Regions from separate parts of the Mus musculus genome. Here region 2 is linked to region 1. The links are chromatin contacts, called in public Hi-C maps. All regions are on one chromosome and are shown on one strand. The core of a region is the stretch at or near the end of the contact, and the rest is flanking DNA. Distances in the headings are between cores, read along the strand shown. Region 1 overlaps Kif3a (kinesin family member 3A). Region 2 overlaps Gm12216 (predicted gene 12216).

Region 1 (3,914 bases), core at 954-3,453:
GGAGTTTCAGACAGTTGGGAGCTGCCATGTGGGTTGCTAAGAGTAGTCAGTGCTCTTAACCGCTGAGCCATCTCACCAGCCCCTACTTTAAAATATCCTAACATATTAAACAGTGGCACTGTTTTTCTACATAAAATTTACTTTTAATAAGTCTATTATCTGCTTTCAGGTCAGAAAACTAACTAGCTCTGAAAGTCAGGGACAGCTGACAGTTTTTGCAAAAGGCCCAACAGCCAGGCCACATGCTTTAGTGTGAAAGAGCCAGAGACCACAAGTAAACAAATGAGCATGGCTGCTTTCAAACACTTTATTTACAAAAGCAGGTTCCACAAGGATCTGCCCAGCACGCTGCAGTCTGCCAACTCCTGCCCTACAACGGTGCTTTTCCCCTGAAGGTTCTGATTGTACAGAATCTTCAGTTTCGACTTAGGCTTCCCCATCAAGCAGTAAGGGGTCTGTTTTCAACAAGAAACGATTTGGTTAACTATGAATGTGCACAGCCTGCAGTAGCTGAGGAGAGGTCTGAGTGTGAAATGAGGCAGGGACATCCTTTTCTATGTGCTGTCTGCAGCCTCCTCAGCACCACAGGCTTACAGGGTAAGAATGACCCACGGTTCACAAAGAAAGGAACTCGAGGAAAACCTGTAGTCCTCATTCAAATTTAGCTCTGGGCACATGGCTTTTAACAACTAACATCCCTTGAAAAGAAATCCCACATTGTCCTAATCTCAAAAGCAAATAGGTAACTAACAAAGATGTAAAACTGCCCAATGCTGTGTCTACTACCGCAGAGTTTTACAACTTAAAATTTTACAAGCGATGATATGGCATCCTAGGTGGCAAGATAAACAACAAGTTTACAAGGTTAACTGCATGTAGCATGCACTCCCTGTTGGAACCACTACCTTAATTAAAAACAGCAAATAAAAAGTGGCCACTGCATCATCAGGGGGCAGCTCTAGCCAGTTCCAACTGGTTAGAGCATGAGCAAAACTTACCCCTTCTCTTTTTCTTTTTTTCTCCATCTTCTCCAAGTTCACCCTCCTCGTCATCCTCCTCTGACCCACTGATGTCAGAGCCTGACACTTCTTCCCCTTGGAGAGAAATTTAACAATGACTTTTAGTCTGTTACCATGCCATTATTGGCTATTTAGAAAACACCTTTATCTGTTCTCTTCATTAAGTTTTTGTTGCACCAAATGCAAACTGAAAATCCATTTAAATGTTCTGGATAGTGTATCCGATGTTTAAAAGGGCAGGTGGAGACTGCAGGATTCCTGGAGTTTGCTAACAAGCTAGCAATTCACTTGGTGAAGTCCAGGCCAGTGAGAGATCCCGTCTTCCCCTGGTCCCAAAAGGAACACCACCTGCACTGTCCTCTTGTCTCTAAGCCTGTGCACATGTACAGATCACATGCAACCACACACACTATGTACATGGACATTTTATTTTGAGACAGGATCTCACTATGTCCTGTCTGGCCTGGGACTCACAGCACTCTGCCTGCATCTGTCTCCTGAGTGCTGGGATTAAAGGTGTGTACCTTCATGCCTACCTAAAAATTTTATTTTTACAGAATAAAAATCTGATCCATTGTGAGCATAGCTTTAAGCACATACAAGGATCATGAACTAGCATTTGCTTTTTACAATTGTGATCTGAAGAGCTAGAGAGATGGCCCAGTGGGTAAGAGCACTGGCTGCTCTTCCAGAGGTCCTGAGTTTAATTCCCAGCAACCACATGGTGGCTCACAACCATCTGTAATGAGATCTGATGCCCTCTTCTGGTGTGTCTGAAGACAGCAACAGCGTACTCACATACATATAAAATAAGTAAATAGACTTAAAAAAACACACTTTTTTAAAAATTTAAAAAATGAAATTGTGATCATTTTGGGGAGCATTTTCTCCTGTTTTCTGCTGAAGATTTCTACCTTTGTTTTGAATTTTATGTACATGGGTGCTTACATGGCTGTAAGCCACTGTGTAGGGACTAAAAATAGAAAGCAGGTCCTGTAGGAGAGCGGCCGCTGAGCCTTCTCTCCAGCCCTGACATTTATGTTTTTAAAGAGTCGCAAGTCTTTGGGAGCTACTGAGTGAGACTCTATATCAAAAAGATCAAGAGAACGAACAGTCATAAGCTGCCATTTCACACAGGGCCTCACTGGAGGAAAACAGGCAAAGTCTGAGTAGCGCGCAGGTTGGTGAGTGGTTCTGACTCAGCATTTTCTGGGCTCAATAACAAGACTCTGATGTGAGTGATGCCACACATGGGCAGATGGAAACCATCTGTACTATATGAACTTTGACATGCCTCAAATAATTTTAAAATACATTTATAAAATTATTATTTTAATGCTTTTGCCTACATTTTATTGTTTATGATCATTCTATTAACTAGATCATAAAAACAAGAGCACGGGGTCAGAAGGACACAATAAAGTGAAGCCTGTCACAAACAACATGACTGTCGGTCGCATGACTGCCTCTGGGCACATACATGCACGGCACCATCTGCACAGACTTGACTCTGTGTGTATCCAATGTGCAGTCACACCATTCACACGAACCAAGAGATGCAGCAACTCACACCGGAAAAGAGGACTAGAGACACAAAACCGTGTGGAGGCGGGATGAATCCTAGTGATCTAAGCTAGAGAGAAATTCTAACAAGGCCCCGCACAGACGAGCCCTGAGCCCTTACACTGTGAACAAGCCCAACACAGAAGCACAAACAATGCACAATTTTTTTCCTTTTGTGGGGTGCCTAGCAGAGTCAAATGTCAACTTTTATCATGTACATTTTATCTATAAAGATATGAAAAATAAGTGAATCATCAAAATAAAGGCATGTGCTCAGCACTAACTGGGGCGTGAAGTATCTCAGAAACAAACTGGCTATAAATGCCACCTAGTGGCCATTTACAGGTGGCCAGTTCCATTATCTGCAAGGCAGTTCTCTCTGCTTTTTCTCAGCATCTGGCTTTTCCCCAGACACATTCGCAGCAGGTTGGCCTCTCTGCATTTCCCCAAGACTCTAAAGGCTTGGTCTACAGGCCCTTCACACAGGGAGCTAATACCAGCCACAGCTCTTGTGGATGGTGTGGGAGTGTCCGGAAGTGACCAGGAAGCTCCTTACCACCATCACTTGAGACATCATCCTGGAAAACATTTTCTTAGAAAATACATATTCCTCGGAAATATTACTTTTAAATATCAATGTTAGGGGCCAACAAATGGCTCAGCAGGCAGTATATTTGCCATGCAAGCCTGACATCAACTTGAGACCTAGAATCAGAGTGCCAAGAGAGAACCGGCTCCCACAGGTATCCTCTGACCCAAATGCACTGTGGCCTGTGGGTGCTTGCACTCACACATGTCCAACACACAGAGCGATACCTTAAATATCAATGTCAGAGGCTACTGCTTGACAGGAAGCAAGTGCTGTGGTCCCCAGCTGACAGTGATCTCTGTGAGAAGTTACCTTCCTCAAGCTTTTTCTTCAGCTCTTCGATTTCTTTCTGAAACTGGCGGAGCAGAGCATCCTTTGGGTCCTCATTGATTCTCGCTTTGTTTTTAATGTTCTTGGCGCGGTTGGCATACCGCAAGGTGCTGATAGTTTCATCATAATTATAATCTGCTGGCCCAATATTTGCACACTGTTGAATTAGAAATGTAAATCAGTCTACAGTTCTAACACCGCCGTTACCAAACACACTTGAAGCACACATGCGAATAGGCCTTCTTGAAAATGGCGTCAGTCATAAAGGTGTGGAAATGATACAAGCGTGACACATTACTTACACAGTGTATTACACAGGAAGAGGGACTGGTCTGTGAGGTGCGACTCACGCCAGTGACGGGCATTAGTTAGGATCTTTGTCTGCCTCTGTGAACTAGCCGCCCTGCCATCTT
Region 2 (3,914 bases), core at 1,040-3,539, 270 kb before region 1:
CAACAGGCTTGGCGGCAGTCCTTTTACTGAACTGAGTCATCTGGCTGGCCCCCCAATACCTCCTGAGCATGTTTTTACTATTCTTTCCCAGCTTTCCCCAGCATTCCTACAGATAGTATCTGCCCAGAAGAGTCATGCAAGCTTCCCATGTTATTAAATTCTTCTTGCTTTGTTTTAAAATCCACATTTATTTTTTTCCCACTTTAGAGATTTTTAACCACATTTATCTGTAGCCTATTCGTGTAACTGTCTAAGGAGTGGAAGGGAAAGGCTCAAACACGTTTAAGAATTTCCCCTGGCTCTCTGAAGATGCACAGTGAAGTGGATCTGCACAGTAACGCTTCCCAGGGGCTCACATTTCTCCTAAGTATACTTTGGAATCCCTGCTCTTCTGGTCCTCAGCTGACCTTTCCTGGCACAGAGACCTTCTGGAATATTTGCAGATGCTGAAGTCACTTCCTCAGGTTTTGCAGCGTTTACTTTAGCTCAGTTAAACCAAATGCTCTATCGCTCTGTGTAAACTTCCTTGTAACTGAAGGCTCCTATAATAACCCTGCCCTAGAATAGGAGACTGGCTAGAGGAACATGGAAATTGAAATTGAGCTGCTGAGCACCAGTGATGTAGCTCCGTTGGCAGAATGCTTACCCACCTGCACAAGAACCCTGATGTTCCATCATCCCCTCCACTGCACAAACCCAGGGATTTGGAGGGAGGGATGCTGGAGCCACAGCTCAGTCATTAAGAGTACATGCTATGCAATTATGAGCATTGCAGCTTAAATCTCAGCACCCACACCACATGCTAGGTGTCCCATGCCTACTTGAAACTTAGCTTTGAGGGCACTGGAGACAGAAGGATCCCTGAGCTTCGCAGCTCCAGTTTCAGGCAGATACTCTGCCTCAAAGGAATAGACAGAAAATGATAAAGGTGGGTCCCTAGTCCCCTCTTCTGGCCTCTGCGTGCACCCCATCACATGAACATGCAGAGATAGGCAAATCTAAAAATTAAAAAGTGTGATAGCAAGCCCCTCTAATCCCCCAGCTTGGGAGGCAGAAGCAGGAAGATCAAGATCATGCTTGGTTACTTGAGTTTGAAGCCAGCCTGAGAAACATGAGACCTTGTTTCAAGAACCAGTGTGATGGAGATATGGCTCAGGAGTTACGGCTCCTCTTCTAGAGGTTCAATTCCCAGCACCCATATGGTAGCAAACCACTGTCTGTAGCTCTAGTTCCAGGGGATCAGTGTCTTCCTTTGGCCTCCATGGGCACTGTATACATGTGCTATACAGACCTACATGTAGGCAAACATCCATACATACATGTAAAATTTAAAAACAAACAACAACAAAAACTTGAGAGTTTGAGGGATGGCTCAGTGGTTAAGAGCACTGGCTGTTCTTCAGAGGAGCCAGGCTCAATTCCCAGTACCCACATGGTGGCTCATGGTTCCATCACTCCTGTTCCAGGGGCTCTAGTGCTTTGTTTTCTGGCCTCCACCTGCACCAGGCATACACATACCATTTGCAAACAAACCATTTTTATATATTAACACACATACATACATAGACACACACACACACAGAGTGAACTTTCCCCTGCCCCTAAGTCTGCCAGATTTGCCATCTGCAGGCAGGCCTTGGTCTCTTTATGCTCTTAGAATCCAGTTAGGCCCCTGTGACCCTGCATGCAGCAAGGGGACTGGAGCAGGGGGCACATTGCAGGGAAGCAGCCTTCCTAATCATCTCCCAGTCTTTTCCGGGTACTAGAGCTGGCTCTTCACTGAAGCGAAGGCTGCTCTCTGACACACAGCCTCATCATCTCCCACTGCTGCTATCCAGGTCTTAGGACCTGAGTTCGATCGCACATAAGAGAGAGAAGCAAATTCCACAAATTGTCCTCTGTCATTTGCTCATGCACACACCACTCGGTGGCTTAAAATAACACAGTCATTATTTAAGGGTTCTGGAAGAGTCTGGCAGTATCGAATTCTTTCAGGAACCCCTAAGGAGGAACTGTGATTAATACATTCACCTGAATGCTCTCTCCTTCTCAAGACACTCACTCACATCTGCATCACCCCCTTGTCTGTGTGCAGGAGCATATGACAGTCTCAGGAATTCAGACATCCACATCATTGGAGAGATGATTGCCTTTCAACTCACTACCTAGCATAATCTTTTAAAAACACACATCTGAGCACATTATTCCTCTCTGCCCAGGACCCTGAGAGTTGCTGTGGTTCACAGAGGATACGACTGTTTGGCATCAAGTGCACTGAAAGGCTGGCCACGCCCCTTCTTAGCCGCCTGCTGCCTCCACACCGCTTCCTGTCTGTGACCTAACCTGTACACAGAGCATGCTCCCTACTGCAGGTCTCCACCCCACCCAAGATGTCCTCACTCTACAGAGAGTAGCAAATATTCCTGTGGTAACACTCTAGGCGGCAGGGACCACAGTTACTATGTAAAGACTCCATAGGAGCTAAGAGCCTGGCTAAAGCTTGCCTATGATTGTATCCCTAGCAGGTGCCCGACATGCAGTTGCAAGCAAAACCTGACATGGTCAGGGAGCTCTTGAAGACAAAGGAATATACACGAGATTTGTTTGTTGATCTCGTTTTCTACCGCCTATACTTTGCTCGTGCTCAGCATGTGTGTCTGTGAGTGTGCATGTGCACATGTGTATTATGGATGTGTGTGTGTGTGTGTGTGTGTGTGTGTGTGCATATACAAGGCATGGTGAATGTGTGAAGATCAAAGGACAAGTTCAGCCTATGGTCCTCACCTTCCACTTTGCTGGAAGCAGAGTCTGGGTTGGTTGCCTCTGTGCTGTGCCCTCCTGGCTAAGTGGCCTGTGAGCTTCTGGTGATTCTCCTGTCTCATCTCCTGCTTCCCCATAGGAGCGTTTGGAGTATAGATGCATGCACCACTGCACCTGGCTTTACATGAGTTCTGGGGAATCGAACTCAGGTCTTGATGCTTGCTTGTTTGCTTGCTTGCTTGCTTGCTTGCTTGCTTGCTTGCTTGCTCCTGTGCAGGTACTTACCCACTGAGCCATTGTGTAGCTCCTGCTCCGCATTTACCATCTTTCCTGTGTTACCTCTAGTAGTAGAGTGGAAGCCCTGAGAGGAGAAATTTATCTTGTGTGTATGCATCTCTCACCCCAAATACCAGGGCGGTGCTGTATTCGTGAAGATGTGGGAACAGCCTCCAGGGTACTCAGCATCTCCAGGTTTCCATTTCTCACCAACCTCTTTGAAATCAGCTGATATCCCCATTCTTCATTTTAATCACCCAGCCTAATTTTGACATTAGGCTGACTGGTGGAGACCTTTTAAAAAACATTCACCTGTTGCTCTGAGGATTCAATAAATGAATAAAAGCCAAGCATGTGGTCTACAGCTGCGTGTGGGTTAGCTGCTGTCATTAAGAAATGTCTGTGGGTTGGTGTGTTAATCTTAGCTCTTGGAGGGCTAAGGCAGGTAGATCTCTGAGTTGGAGGCCAGCCTGGTCTATACAGTGAGTTCTGTGATAGCCAGGCTATGTAGAAAGACTTATCTTGGGGTTAGGGGGAGAAAAATAAAAGAAAGAAAAATTGGATGGGACTGGCAAGCTTGCTCAGTGGGGTAAAGGCACTTCTCTTCTACCCTGATAATCTGAGTTCAATCCCCAAGACCCACAGAGTAGAAGGAAAGACCAAATTCCTGAAAGTTGTCCTCTGACTTCCACACACACGCTGTAGAGCATACATGCCAACACACACACTCCCCTCCCAAGTCGACGAATACATACATGTAATATTTTTTTAATGTTTATACTTGCCAGATGTTGCGGCACTTACCCCCAGTCTCAGCACTTCGTAGGATGAGGCAGGGGGATCACAGGTTTCAGGCCAGCTTTGATATCAAGGTCTAA

Evidence for each region. A called contact is a pair of places that touch in the nucleus more often than the background predicts.
Region 2: a contact with region 1 is called in a Hi-C map of the G1E-ER4 cell line, with 4 times the contacts expected there. The contact joins two enhancer-like sites. A contact is called at or near these places in 1 of 39 promoter capture datasets (hippocampal neurons), 19 of 484 Hi-C or Micro-C datasets (the G1E-ER4 cell line, the HPC-7 cell line, the N1E-115 cell line and 15 more), 3 of 115 datasets of contacts at active chromatin or transcription factors (T-cell acute lymphoblastic leukemia, bone marrow-derived dendritic cells and memory CD8 T cells) and 3 of 9 other capture datasets (adipose tissue, embryonic stem cells and liver).

Annotation. Positions count from the first base shown.
Region 1 is chr11:53,584,015-53,587,928 of GRCm38.p6, reverse strand. It overlaps Kif3a (kinesin family member 3A), which reads right to left. Exons shown (of 18, transcript NM_008443.4): 8 at 3,484-3,658; 9 at 999-1,094. Among named protein-coding and RNA genes, the nearest start is that of Kif3a, 19 kb to the right of the region's middle. Within about 2 kb of position 2,203, at least 6 of the 459 cell types and tissues checked have an H3K27ac peak or open chromatin away from gene starts, as enhancers often do. A contact at or near this core is called in the G1E-ER4 cell line, Th2 cells and group 2 innate lymphoid cells, where this site is marked.
Region 2 is chr11:53,850,411-53,854,324 of GRCm38.p6, reverse strand. The region is part of intron 1 of Gm12216 (predicted gene 12216); the gene reads left to right. Among named protein-coding and RNA genes, the nearest start is that of Gm12216, 6.9 kb to the left of the region's middle. Within about 2 kb of position 2,289, at least 106 of the 459 cell types and tissues checked have an H3K27ac peak or open chromatin away from gene starts, as enhancers often do. A contact at or near this core is called in the G1E-ER4 cell line, Th2 cells and group 2 innate lymphoid cells, where this site is marked.